Regions from separate parts of the Mus musculus genome. Here regions 1 and 3 are each linked to region 2. A link is a contact called in public promoter capture Hi-C data. All regions are on one chromosome and are shown on one strand. The core of a region is the stretch at or near the end of the contact, and the rest is flanking DNA. Distances in the headings are between cores, read along the strand shown. Region 1 holds the start of Phc1 (polyhomeotic 1). Region 2 holds the start of Edem1 (ER degradation enhancer, mannosidase alpha-like 1). Region 3 holds the start of Foxj2 (forkhead box J2).

What was found. Promoter capture Hi-C pulls out the DNA fragments that hold promoters and counts their contacts.
Region 1: a promoter capture Hi-C map of pre-B cells shows a contact between it and region 2, with 2.6 times the contacts expected there. The contact joins the promoter of Phc1 here to the promoter of Edem1 in region 2. A contact is called at or near these places in 2 of 39 promoter capture datasets (cranial neural crest and pre-B cells) and 1 of 9 other capture datasets (intestinal organoids).
Region 3: a promoter capture Hi-C map of pre-B cells shows a contact between it and region 2. The contact joins the promoter of Foxj2 here to the promoter of Edem1 in region 2. A contact is called at or near these places in 3 of 39 promoter capture datasets (cranial neural crest, pre-B cells and second pharyngeal arch cranial neural crest).

The regions. Positions count from the first base shown.
Region 1 is chr6:122,337,118-122,341,536 of GRCm38.p6, reverse strand. Phc1 (polyhomeotic 1) reads left to right here and starts at 1,880. Exons shown (of 16, transcript NM_001355215.1): 1 at 1,880-1,939; 2 at 3,057-3,065. The coding sequence starts at 3,062.
Region 2 is chr6:108,826,944-108,831,301 of GRCm38.p6, reverse strand. Edem1 (ER degradation enhancer, mannosidase alpha-like 1) reads right to left here and starts at 2,661. Exons shown (of 12, transcript NM_138677.2): 1 at 2,069-2,661. The coding sequence starts at 2,562. Gm35417 (a long non-coding RNA gene) reads left to right here and starts at 3,026. Exons shown (of 2, transcript XR_377956.4): 1 at 3,026-3,085.
Region 3 is chr6:122,817,797-122,821,810 of GRCm38.p6, reverse strand. It overlaps Foxj2 (forkhead box J2), which reads right to left and starts at 1,627. Exons shown (of 11, transcript NM_021899.3): 1 at 841-1,627.

The DNA.
Region 1 (4,419 bases), core at 631-3,130, about 14 Mb before region 2:
TTCTTCTGGGTTTATATATTACAGATCATATCCAGATTCATTGATGTTGAGTTTTCCTATAGAAGCCCTGTTTCTTATCCTGGCAGGGTATATAAATCTGAAAGTCATCTTTAGGTTGTTCTTTGATATTGAATACTGTTGAGGCTCAAAACGCCATTTGTAAGTCTCCGCAAGGAAGCTTTAACCTTGACCTGCCAAAGTTCTAGGTTTGAATGAAGTGGGTCCTGCTCCACCTGTTTTTTAACCACCAGATCTCCTTGCCAGAATGTTCCCATTCATCCCCAGCCAACACCTATCATCCTTGGCTCGGCAGCAAACCCTTTCACCTCTCCACACCCATGTTCCTGCCTCTCCAGTCCTTTGGCTGCCCTTTGGGATTTGCATACCCGTTTAACAGGTTCCTAGAAGCCTCCTAAAGATCTTACTTTACGGAGATCTGGCTATACCAATTAAGAGAGGGAGTTGAAACAAACACAAATGCATCAATTTATAATGAGAATGCCTCTCCCCCCCCCCCCCCCCTTAAATACAAATTAATTACACCTGGGTTTTCAATCTAGAGTGGGCTCAAGAAAACAACTAATTATGGCTGAGGTTAGCAAAAGATACAAATCCCAGCTATTATCACAAGGTAACACCCTACGGCAGGTAAAAGGTTAAGGAGAGCAGCTGTCTTTGCTAACAATGCTCTGGTTTAAAAAAAAAAAAAGCTTCCAAGAGTGGCCAGCACACAGTAGGTGTTCTAAGAGCTCTGAGAGACTGAGAATAATTAAATCCTGTTAAATTTGTGTTGCAAATAAAACGGGCCTCCCCCACCATATGCTCAGCCTTCCCAAAGGCAGCACCATTGTTCATCTCTTTACACCCCGCCTTTTCCATTGTTTTGGGCGTTGTGATTCTTTCACGTGTGCGTGTGACTTAAAGAGATTCCGAAGCACACAATCAACCCTGACGTCACAGACTTAAGTATTATTCAAAGCAAGTTGCTTCAGGTTCCTGCTTTTTAATGAACTGCTGCTTCTAACGGGTTCAGTTTCTGTGCGGCGTTGTTTCCCGCCTTCTTGGAGTTGGGGCGAGGGATTAAACACTCAGCATTCTCTCGCCGTTCCCTCTATCTCAAAGTTTTTCTTTTCTCCTCTTCCCTTCCCTTTGCTCTATTTCCTTTCACAGGCCGTCGTTTCTCAAGGGTCTTTGCTCCGCTTCCTCCCTCTGTGCCTGCTGGTCCCTTTGATCCTTTCTTTCGAGCCCCTATTCCCAGAAGCTGCAGAAAATACCTTCTTTTTTTCCCCCCCTTTCACGTCACTTCCCTCCCCTCTCCCCATCTCCCTCTCTTCTCCGAGGTGAGTCCCCCTCTAGAGGCCAGCGCTTTCTTAGACGTCTGCTTTCAGACGGCGAGCGGAATTCGAAGAGAGAGAAGGGGGGAAGAAAGGAGGAGAAAGAGAGCCAGAGCCAGGGGGAGAAAAGAAAAAGAAAAACAAACAAAAAAAACCCCACTCGGGCCTAGAGCGCGGAGGCCGGGGAGCAGCGTCGCCATGGCAACGGGCGCCGACAGGAAGCGAGGGACGCGCGCGAGGGCGGGCGCGGGGAGGGGGCGGGCCGGAGGAGGGGTCGGCTGCCCCGGAAGCACCTCCCCGCAGCCCCCTCCCCGCCGGCCCGCGGCCCCCCGGCCTCGGCCCCCCACCCTCGCGGCGGGGCAGGAAGTGACAGGCCCGCGCGAGCCCCCGGCCTGGCGGAGCCGCGGCGCGGCCAGCACCCGGACGGCGGGAGGGGCGGGGAGCGGCGGCCGCGCCGGGCACCTCCCACCGCGCCTGGGCCCCCGCCCCTCCAGGAAGGGGAGGAGGCGGCGCGCCGCCGCCGAGGCCGAGCGACCCCCCCCCCCTCCCCCGCCCCTGAGGTGGACGCCCCCCGCGAGGACTCGGGTGCGGAGCCGGGCGCGAAGGTAACCGGGCGGCCGCGGGCCGGGGAGGGGCCGCATCCCGGGGTCTCGGCGGCGCGGGGATGTTTCCTCAGCCACCTCGGCGTGTGCAACGCCCAGGTACCTCCCCCAGCCGCGCTCCTGCCTCCCGCTCTGCTGCGCTTTGCGGTGCTTGGGTGCTGCGCGTCCCGGTCTTCGTGCTTTGCGCTCGCTGTGCTCGGTGCTGTCTGTCCGTCACCTCGTTGCCTCTGACCGCTTCTCATTCATTTCTCCCTTCCCCGACTTTGGTCCTTCCATCCGAGCATGCTGTCTGGTTATCTCCCTGCTTCTCGCGCTCCGCCGGGCTCCCCGATCTCCCAGTTCCTCGACTTCTGTGCCTCCCCTGCTTGGCTCCCTACTATTAGAATATACATTTCCCTGCTTACCAAGTCCGCTCGCTTCGGGCACAGCACTGTATCCACCCCTTTCTCCTGGTGTGTTTGATTTCTCTTTGGAAATGCATTTTTTTTTTTTTAATCACGCTTCTGTGAAGAACAAGAACCCCTGGGAGTCTTTCCGAGGCGCCCCTCAACCCTTGCTTCTCACTCCATTCTTACTGCAACAGAGTTTTATACTCAAGGGTATTGACTTCTTCCAACACCTGACCCAATAGGCCCAGTAGTATGTCTACCTCAATATTAATTTCTAGTTCCTTCCCATCGGTGTGCGTCTTCCCCAGTTGAGTCCTTAAACACACCCACACCCAAAAGGTGGGAACGTTTAGGGTGGCCTTTGACTCTTAGTTTTAATTTTTGATTGAGTTTGCCACCTAAACGGTGTGCTCTCTTCACTTTCTATACTGAATCTGGAACTCACAACATTCATTGAAAAATGAGGATTTTAAGATAGATTTGTGTGCCTGCGAGGTTTTTGATGGCAGTTTCCCTGGTGAAAAGACTTTAAAATTGGCCCTCTCTGTTTCATTATCTGGGGGAAATGAGGGGGTCATCGAATTGATGAACGTGTTTTATATAAGGCTCTATTGCAAGTAACAGGGTCTTACGTCTCTGAGTGCAGTGAGATAACTCCAGTAATCTGTACAACTGTGCCATGCTGCCTCTAATCCTTACCCACTTTTTTTCCTTCACATGCTGATATTGAGGATTCATGGGTCTGTATCTGTTTAGTGCTTTGATATTTTGGCAAAAGATGTGGGGAGAAAGGTAGACTGAAGTTGATAGAATACCCTCTCTGTACCTCTTTCATTTTATCCGTGTGTGGAGTGGCATTTGTTCGGTCCCAGAGTTAAGTGATGTAGAGATGCTGGGAAGAGAATCCAGAGAAAACTCCACTTCAGGGGCCAAGGTTGAGACTTTTGACTTTTGTTTACTTGTTTGGGATTAATTCCTGAGATAAATCCATTCATCTAATGAAACTAGAGATAGCCCCTAGCAGAAATTATGGTCGGACTTTTATATTCCCAAGCCAAATAGTACTTGGGAGACCTGATAGTTCTAGTACCTCAGTGTATCAAAAATAAAGAATACACAGTGTAAGTTTAACGAAAGAATGAAAACTAAGGAGTAAAATGATGTCATTTTCAGCCGCTTTAGAAGAGTGTTTCTGCTTGCTTCTCTTGTTTCTTTTCCTTTTTTTGATATGTATTTTTCTTTTAATTTATTTTTTGCTGGTTTTAATGTAGCTGCCAGAGGGTAAATTCTTACACTTTAGTAAAGTTGAATTTTACTCGTCTCAGTTAGAATGCTACTTACTTGGGAGTATGTAACCTGTTCACTTTGTTGCCTTATTTGCTAATAGGGACACTGGAGTTATATAAGGAGAAGTAACAGCCCCGAGGCTTTAATTAGGAGCTTGGCGAGCAGCCAGTCAGCTACTTTGGATATTTGGGCAGTAGTCTAGCTCTGTGTCCCCAACATTTATCCACTTCCATGACCTGTCCACTCTGTCTACCTCGTCAGTGTCTCAGGACTCTCCTCCGTGAAATGAGGATAGGAAATGCTCACACCGAGTGACAGACACTGCTTTGATGACAGATTGTTGTTGTTTGCTTTTTTTGTTCTGGGAAGAGACAAAGTAGTGTAAAGACTCGATACACAGAAGATCCTTGTTCCCTCTATTATAAAATGGGGGCTGTGATATTTACCATACAGCACTATAAAAATAGCACAGGTGAAGGGTCTGTAGGGGCCAAGGAACGAAAGCAACTAGAGGCTTCACCAGAAATGCTGTCCATTGTTAGCATGAGAACCATAGATAGATGGAGATAGAAGTAACAGCAAGCTTTGAATGGGTGGAGTGTGAACTGTTGGAACGTGCTGGGGGACCTAAGGTGGTTTTAGTATTGTAGGGTTGTGAGGTGGCTTGTTATAGTCTGGTGTTTTATTTAATGGTAGCCAGGAGGGTTAATGGAAAGGTTTTTCCTTTTGAAACAGTGACGAGCTTGAAAAGATGGAGTGAGGAAGATAAATTACAGACTTGGGAGTTCTAAGACCTCAGAGGAAGAT
Region 2 (4,358 bases), core at 1,412-3,911:
TCAAACCTTTTCTATGTCTTGGTGTCAACTGTCAACCTTTGGTTGACTTTTGGTACACAAACAAAAATATTGTCTTTGTAAAATAATAATTTAAAAACATCCAAAATAGGTATATGCTTAAGTTGCAGCTACATGAAAGAAGAAAGAAAGAAAGAAAGAAAGAAAGAAAGAAAGAAAGAAAGAGAGAGAGAGAGAAATGTGCTGCCATATGGACAGGAACTGACAGAAAAGATCTACTAAAAATAACTAGTGGGATTTTTCAGTTTCCCCTCTCAGATTTAATGAAATTTGTTCTCACAAGATAAAGAAAGGGGAGAGAAGAGGAGGGGAAGGAAAAGGAGGGGAGAAGAGGGAAGGGTGAAGGCTGGAATTGAAGAAAACAACAACCATAGGTATGGAGTCTCTCCTGTGTCTCTTAGGAGTGAAACATCTCATTCCCTTCCTATAATCCCAAAAAGGACCGATGTTACTTCACATAACTATCCCCCCCCCCCCCCCCCGCCTCCCAAAGAAACTGGGAGAAAATAAGCCGGGCGTGGTGGCTCACGCCTTTAATCCCAGCACTCGGGAGGCAGAGGCAGGCGGATTTCTGAGTTTGAGGCCAGCCTGGTCTACAAAGTGAGTTCCAGGGCAGCCAGGGCTACACAAAGAAACCCTGTCTCGAAAAACAAAAAAAAAAAAAAGAAAAAAAAAGGAAAAAAAAAAAGACTGAAATTTAGCTCAGCTATAAAGAACTTCGTGTGTTCAATTCCCCCACACTGCTGAAATAAAGTAGGAAGGCTTTGGTTTTGTCGTTGTTGTTTTGTTTTTTGTTTTTCAACATATACAAAGGCTGACGTATACATATACATAGTGCATCAGTCTGCTACAACTATGAAAAGACCCAGGCCCTCTGTGTGAGATGCTCCCTCTTAAAGCTCATCGGGCTGCAAATTCAGACACAAATCTACAGATAACCAACCCACTTTTTATAGCTCTTCCTGCACTTTTAGAGTACTAGCTAGCTGTGTGGGGGAGTCACGGAGTGCGAGTAGAGGTCAGAGGACAACTGCAGGAGTCTCTTCGGTTCTTTCTCCTTCTTCCATGTGGGTCCTGGGGAATCAAACTCCCGTCTGAGCACAGTGCCAAGGGCCCTTACTGGCTGAGTCATCTCATCAGCCCTTAGCTTTCCTTTTTGAAACTAAGAATCCTTCCTGGCTTCCATAAGGTAAAGGGAAATGCACATGCCAGATGTCCAAGGGTGTCCATGTAGAATGCCAAGACAACAAACAACCTAATAACTCCACTCCCATCTAAGGAGAGGGAAACACGACAGTCACCAACCAGCCTGACTTGGTCTGTGGCAACGCACACCCTTCAGGGAGGAGGAACTTGGCTGGGTGTCCTGCTGTCTTGGACTTTGAAGTCCACTCGAGTAACCCCGGAACTCCACCTTCCCATACGTGGCTAGTGGGCTGCGAGGACTAGTTGACCTTCTGACAGCACCATCACCCCACTGGTGTTTACGATGGTACCAAGCAATGACGGTGTCAGTCAACTCTGCGCCTAAGAAATCATCCTTCAAGTATCCAGATCGCCAATCTGGGCCAGGCAACTACCATTCCTGCCAATAAGCTCCCCTCAGTCTAGGCTGCGGCCCCTGGAAAGGAGAAACACTTAACGCCTCATCCCAATCCGGGCGTCCAACTCACTAGATGGCCCCTTTCTAGGAACCCGCTCCTTAACCTTATTAAAGCTTTGGGTGTGGCATTCTGATCAGGAGTGGGGAGGCTTCGTTTTGAAGCGGAGTTTTCCAAAGGAAACCTATATAACCAGCACTTAGATATGTGTCTATCTGGAGCAAGGGATACTGTGATTGTCCCTTCCGGTCTCTGGGACTCAGTTTCCCCATTTGCAACAGAAAATGACAAGGACAGCTGTCCTGAAGTTTGGAGGGTCAGGGAGAATCAAGGGGATGGCAGTCCACTGGGGTAAGGAGAGGAGGAACCTCGGACTACTGCGGACCTTAAAGACCCTGGTGTGTTCTCAGGGACCCGGAGGGGCGGAAGGCAGCGCGCGGGCTACTCACGGGTCTCCGCGGTCAGGCCCCCGGCCGCGGCAGTAGATGGGGTTGAGCTCGTCCTGCGGAAAGGCGTGCGCCATGTAGTTGTCATAGCCGAAGACGAACATGCCCCGCGCCAGGTCGCGCATCTGGGCACGCAGCTGCGGCGGGAAGGCGCCGCTGTAGCGCCGCTCGTACTCGTCCGGGCCGCAGCCACCGCCGCCCAGGGCATAGCCCCAGTGCGCCGGGCCGCACACGCCCGGTCCCGGCGTCGGTCCCGGCTCTGGCGGGGTCTCAAGCCGCCCCTCCGTTCCGCGCCTTGGCCGATGAAGCCAGGCCGGGCCTCCGGGCGGACCAACTGGCCCCGAGCCGTCGGGGTCCCTCAAGCGCTGGAAGCCGAAGCTGAGCGGAAACCGCTGGTAGAAGCCCATGCTGGGCCCCAGCCCGAAGACCAACCAGAGCACCGCGTGGAGGCCGAGGCGCAGCAGCACCAGCCCCAGGACAAGCGCTCGCCATTGCATGGTCGCGCGTCCGCCGCGGGCATTATTTTGAAGCGCCGGGCGCGTCCCCAGCCGACCGCCTCCCCGCGCGTCCGCCGGGAGCCCGCTCACTTCCCCTTTAAGGAACTCCCTCGTGACGCACCAGGAACTGGTCCATTGTCCCCCGCCCCGCGGACGGGACCGGCCCGCCTGGCCCCGCGTTCGCCCGCCGGCCGCCGGGGATTGGCCTCCACCGGCCCGGCCTCGAGGGGCGCGGCCGGGGACTCCCTCCGGCTCTATAGGCCGCCCGGACTGCAAGGCCCCGCCCTGCCACTGGGCCACGCCCCCTGGGCGGTTCCGAGTCTGGTCTAGCTGGCGTGGCGAGCCTAGGTCGCTCTGGCTTTTGGGGAAAGAACTTCCAGCCAATAGGAGCGCGGCACGGGAGCTCCGGGAGCCGGACACAGACATGGCCTCTGACCCGCCCTAGCCCGGGTAAATGGTGTCCCTGAACAGAAGATGGATGGGAGAAAGCCCGTCCAGGTATGGAGTAGTAGGTGTGAGAAAGGTAAGGGCCAGGGCCTTTAGGCAAAGGAAGTACTTACGAATATCTAGGAAAGGTTTTTAACTTGGTGGGAGTGGGACTCCCTGGTCCAGACCGCACGAAATGTCCAGATTTTTTGTTTTGTTATTGGAACGCCTTAACTTGGAAAAAAAAAATTCATAATACTTCTAAAATACTCCAAGATCACATCCAATCCCAACAAGGCGGGAGGGGGAACTAACACCAGATCATTTTCATCAGAACCATTTAAACATCTTTTCCTGACAGTCCTATCATCTCATCGCAGTGCTAGGCAGAGGCGACCTTGGAAATGTAGGGCAGATTGGGGGTTTAATCCCATCCAAGTGCTAATTCCTATAATTAAGGTTACTGATTTCGTTTTTTAAGGGCTGTGGCTTTCAACACTTGGAGCGCCTGTAAAAGTTTTGCCTTTCCTAAGATTATACCCTGTGTCTATCAAACTTGCAAAACATAAAAATAAAAAAGTAAAAAAAAAAAAAAAAAATAGGGGAAGTAACGAAATCAGTAATGCCTGTCACCAACCTGAAGGCAATGACAGGGAGGACTTAGGTAAATCCTGGACCATTCTCCTTCCATTTTGGGGTCAGAATTGTCCCTGCAATGTGATAGGGTACAACAGAGCAGCCAGCAACAATTTAAGTTCTTTGGGTTGGGAGAGCTTATTTTGTGAGATACAAAGGCCTGAGCAGTATACAAAAAAAAAGGGGGGAGGGGGAAGAAGTTACTGGACTGGATAAACTTGTATAAGACCAACTGATTCCAGTCCTTGACACGGAACTACTAGTTTCTGCCTCCCTGAAGCTAACACAAACTGAAAATGGACATTAAAGCTATGCTTTGTTTCCTCCATAAGCTACTTCTGTGCAAATTTTAGCTGAAATGTAGCTTGCACTCTGGTCAGCTGTCAGCCACTGATGACAGCAACTGTTCTCACATTACAGAAAAGCCCTAATTTTAAAAGACGAGTCTAATAACCATAGAAAACCAGCTAGTTTATGAAAAATGCTTTTCATGGCACAACTGACAATAAGTGCCAATAGAACAGGTTTTCAGAACGCTAGCATGTATTCCTATTTTATCTTCATTAAAAAAAAAAAACTAAAGATGAAGTATCTGTGACTGTCCCTTTAGACTAGGATTTCTCAGATTGAATGTAGCTGATGAAATTGAGACAACTCTATCTAATCAGAATATTCAGCCTTAAATATAAAAACAAATTCTAAGACAGGATCTCACTATGTAGCCCCAGTTTGTC
Region 3 (4,014 bases), core at 378-2,877, about 14 Mb before region 2:
TCCTGGAGGAAACTCTAAAATAAACTCCTCAGAGGTCAGACCTCCCTGGTGGACAGCTCATGAAGATAGAGGGACGGGTGGAAGGAAGCTAGGAAGCACCTTCTTCTCTTCCTCCATTCAGCTGATTTTTCCAGCGAATGGCAGGACACATGAGGGGACTAAGGCAGATTTGGTATCTAGGAAGACTCCAGCCCACCAAGGTGCATTGCCCTGACAGTTCCTTCTCATTCCAGGACATGTGCATTCGCATTTCCCTTTGGATTTTACACAGAGAGGCAGATATCCAGCCTGAAGTAGGGTTGTCAAAAGGGGCCTCCCTCCTGGTATCCAAGACAGAGTGGGCGGGGACCTGTCGCCAGTCAGGCAAGCAGTCATTGTAATAGACTGGAAAGAAGACGTCTGTTGAATATTAAACTGACTTAGGCATGCCCTGGACGATACAATACAATCCATAAAATGCCCCCACGACTGCAGGTCATTTACTGCAGGTCCAGTCACCAGAGGACAAGACCCAAAGATGGACAGTGCTGTGGGATTCTGACTGTGCTGTGTCCTGAGTTACTAACACCATGGCGTCCTGAAAACGCACCTGTTGTCTGTTCTCAGTCCAAAGCATCAACTTCTCTAGGGGCTGCAAATGACCCAACCCTTTGGACTCCAAAATCTTAAAAGGCCATTTCTCAGAGTCTCTGAAGCAACATGTGGGTTCCAGTGCAAAAGTTCCATCGGAAGACATTTCCCAGGGGTCTTTCTTCTTCCCTTCGAATGAACCCTAAGCTCCACCATTTCCGCTCCCCACACCTCCTGGTGTCTAAAGACTACAGAACGGAAAGCACTAACCTGTCTCCAAGGCTCCCCCCGCCGCTGGAGGAAACCACCTGGTACAGAAGTTTGAGGTTGCAGGGATTCCCCTCTTCAGAGGCAGGTGACAGGTGGCATCCTCAGTGACTCTTCCAGTGCCTGGCGGAGCCTCCCAGGCTGGAGCAGGGAACTGAGTCCCCTGAGGAAGAGGAGTCGAAGGAGGAGGAGGGGGAGAGGGAGGACCTACCTGGGGAAGATGGCACACCCCCCACCCCCTGCCTGCTACCCTAGGGAGGAGGGGAGGAGCCTCTCCCAGCCAGGAGTTGTCTCCTCCCCTTTGGGGGAATCCCCCTCCCCCCCCAAACTGGATCTTTCAGGGGCTGAGGGCTCTTTCTGTCAGTTGGAGATCTGAGTGGAGGGGCTCTGCCCCGGTCCACTGTCTAGGTGCACGGAAGTTGAGGGGCGAGGTCTTCTACTCTCCAGCAAACTGGAACCAATTCCTGGCGGTTCCCTGGAGGGTCCTGGCTTGTGCGTATCAGGACGCCTCTCCGCGGTGAGTCCCGGGTGGGATGCGGGGTGCCTACTCCACAGGCATGGCTCCCTTTCTCTCTGCCTCAAAAGTCCCAAACTGTCTGGAGTGCGCTGAGGCGTGAGGGAGGTCTCACTCCGGGTCCTTCAGGTCTCACTACCCTTCCCGACTTCTGGGGGTCTCCGCTGGAGCCACCGTGGGAGGGACAGCCGCGTGCCCTGCGGCGATCTCTTCTGGCTGTCCGGGGAGTAGGGAGGGTCCTCCCTCCCAAGGGAGAGGGAGCAGGTCCCGGCACAGGGTGTCCCGAGGGTGGGGTCCTCGCACTCCGGCTCCCGCCCGCCTGGCCGGCCGGCCTGGACAGCAGGGTCCCGGAGGCCGCGGTCCGGGCTCCCGTCACCCGCTGCCGGGCGGCAGCGCCTCCCGGGTCACGTCCCCCGTCCGCCGCGCTTCCCGGAGCGTGGGGCTCCCCGCGCTGCCACCTCTGAGGCTCCGACCGGTCGGGGCAGCCAGGAGCCGGCAGGCGGACGGAGCGCGTCGGGGCTCGGCTCGGGCTCGGCTCAGCTCCGCTGCAGGCCCCGGCTCCTCCCCGGCCTCGGCGCCGCGCTCCGCGCCCCTCCCCCTCCCGCCGCCGCGGCCGCCGCCTCCCGGCGCGGGTTAAGGAGGAGCGCGGAGCCCCGCAGCCCACGGGTCGCCGACCCTCCGTCCCGGGCACTGGCGATGCCAGCGTCCACGCTAAGGGCCACACACACCTCTCATTGTGCTGTGGTCTACGCCTAAGACAAGTATTCCCAGTTTTCTCAGAAACGCATTTGATGGCTCCTCTCTTTCTCTTCCAGACAGCTTATAAAGGGTTATAGGGCCGGGCGTGAAGTTAAAGTTTACTCTTATCCTGGAGGTCAGTGAAAGATTGGATCGAGGATGTATAAAAAGATAAATGAGTCTGTTATAGAGAAATGAGCATCGGGAAATGGGGTCTTGTGTTAGTTTCGGCTCTGCAAACTTGTGCAAGGCCCTAGTTTCTGGAAGCATAGCCTGTGAAGAAGGGACTATGATACTCTGGCCTGCCTACTAATATGGATGTCGCAGTCACCAAAGGAAATGATTTACGAGTTGCTTTTTAAAATGGTCTAGTACACAAAGGGTTCAAAGCATGATTATTCATTTCCCTTATAAAATGTCATTTTTTTTTACCTTTGTGCTAAAGTCAAGTGACATTTCTATAGACTATGTTATCCTGAGTGCCACAGGGAGATAGAATGGGCTCTCAGCACATCCCTCTACTTCTTACAGAATAATCTCCATCCTGGGACAGGAAATAGAACCAGGTTAGCCCATCTCTTACCTCCCCAGTCATGCTATTCCAGTACAAACTCTTAGGTATATCACCCTCTGGCTTACTTTTCTCCAATTGTGTTCTATTATAAAATGATAAGACAAAAGAAATTGTTCACTTGATATTTGAATTGCTCAAAAAGATGACAGTTTGATGACTCCCTGTAGAAAGAGATGTCATTTGTCTTCTGGCTAAATATATGCCTACTGCCATTTACTTACATTCTTGTACATATAACCACATTACACATACAACGTCTGCATTAAGGCTTCACACTCTCCGTGTGTTATCACACTTGATTCTTACTGGCAATTCCATGCAGCAGTATCAGGCCTTTAGAGTGTAACTACAGCTTGAAGATATTGTTTGTGTCTGAGTTCATGTAATTCGCACCATTATGCAATTCGTAGTGTTACTTTGTGTCAGGTGTTGAACCCAAATGGCCTTAGAGCCAGGGTCTAAACCTCTAGTACATTGTTGGCTTAAACTGGGAAAACATGTCATTCTCAAATTGCCAGTCAGTGAGCCCCCTAACAAAGCCTCTTCCCTCCCCACACTTCCAGTATCCATGTGAAAAGATTCATTTCCTCCAGCCTAGTGGCACCCACTTGTGAGTATCTTGAGTTCAAGGGCAGCTAGAGGAGGATCTTGATTTCAAGGGCAGCTAAACTATATCATGAGACCCTATCTGTAAAAAGGATAAGATGGGGCCAGGCTTACAGCCCAACTGGTAGAGGGCTTGCCTGGCAAGCATGAGGCCCTGGCCTCTATCCCTAGCACCACAAAAGCACAACCCTATACAATGGCAAGTATTTATGGTCCCAACACTGGGGAGGAGAAACCAGGAAGATCAGTAGTTCAAGGCCAGCCTACACTATGTAATGAGTTAGGGAGGGGGAGGCATTGTTATAAAATAGGTCTTATAGCCCAGGCTAGCCTCAAACTCTCTATGTAGCAAAGGATAGCTTTAAACTTCTGATCCTGGAGTGAAGCATTGGCTTGAAGTTCAGAGCACCTGTTCTTCCAGAAGACCCAGGTTCGATTTCCAACCCCAACATGCAAGCTCACAACCATCTGTAACAGTCTCAGGGGAACCAATACCCTCTAGTTACCTCCATAGGTGCACAGGTGGTTTGTGTGTGTGTGTGTGTGTGTGTGTGTGTGTGTGTACATACATATAAATATAAATAAATAAATACACACACACACACACACACACATATATATATATATATATATATATATATATATATATATATGCACACCACACAAATGCATGTAAAACACTCATACATGTAAACATAAATAGATAAGTTTAAATGCCTGGCCTCCTGTCTCCACCCGCCCAAGT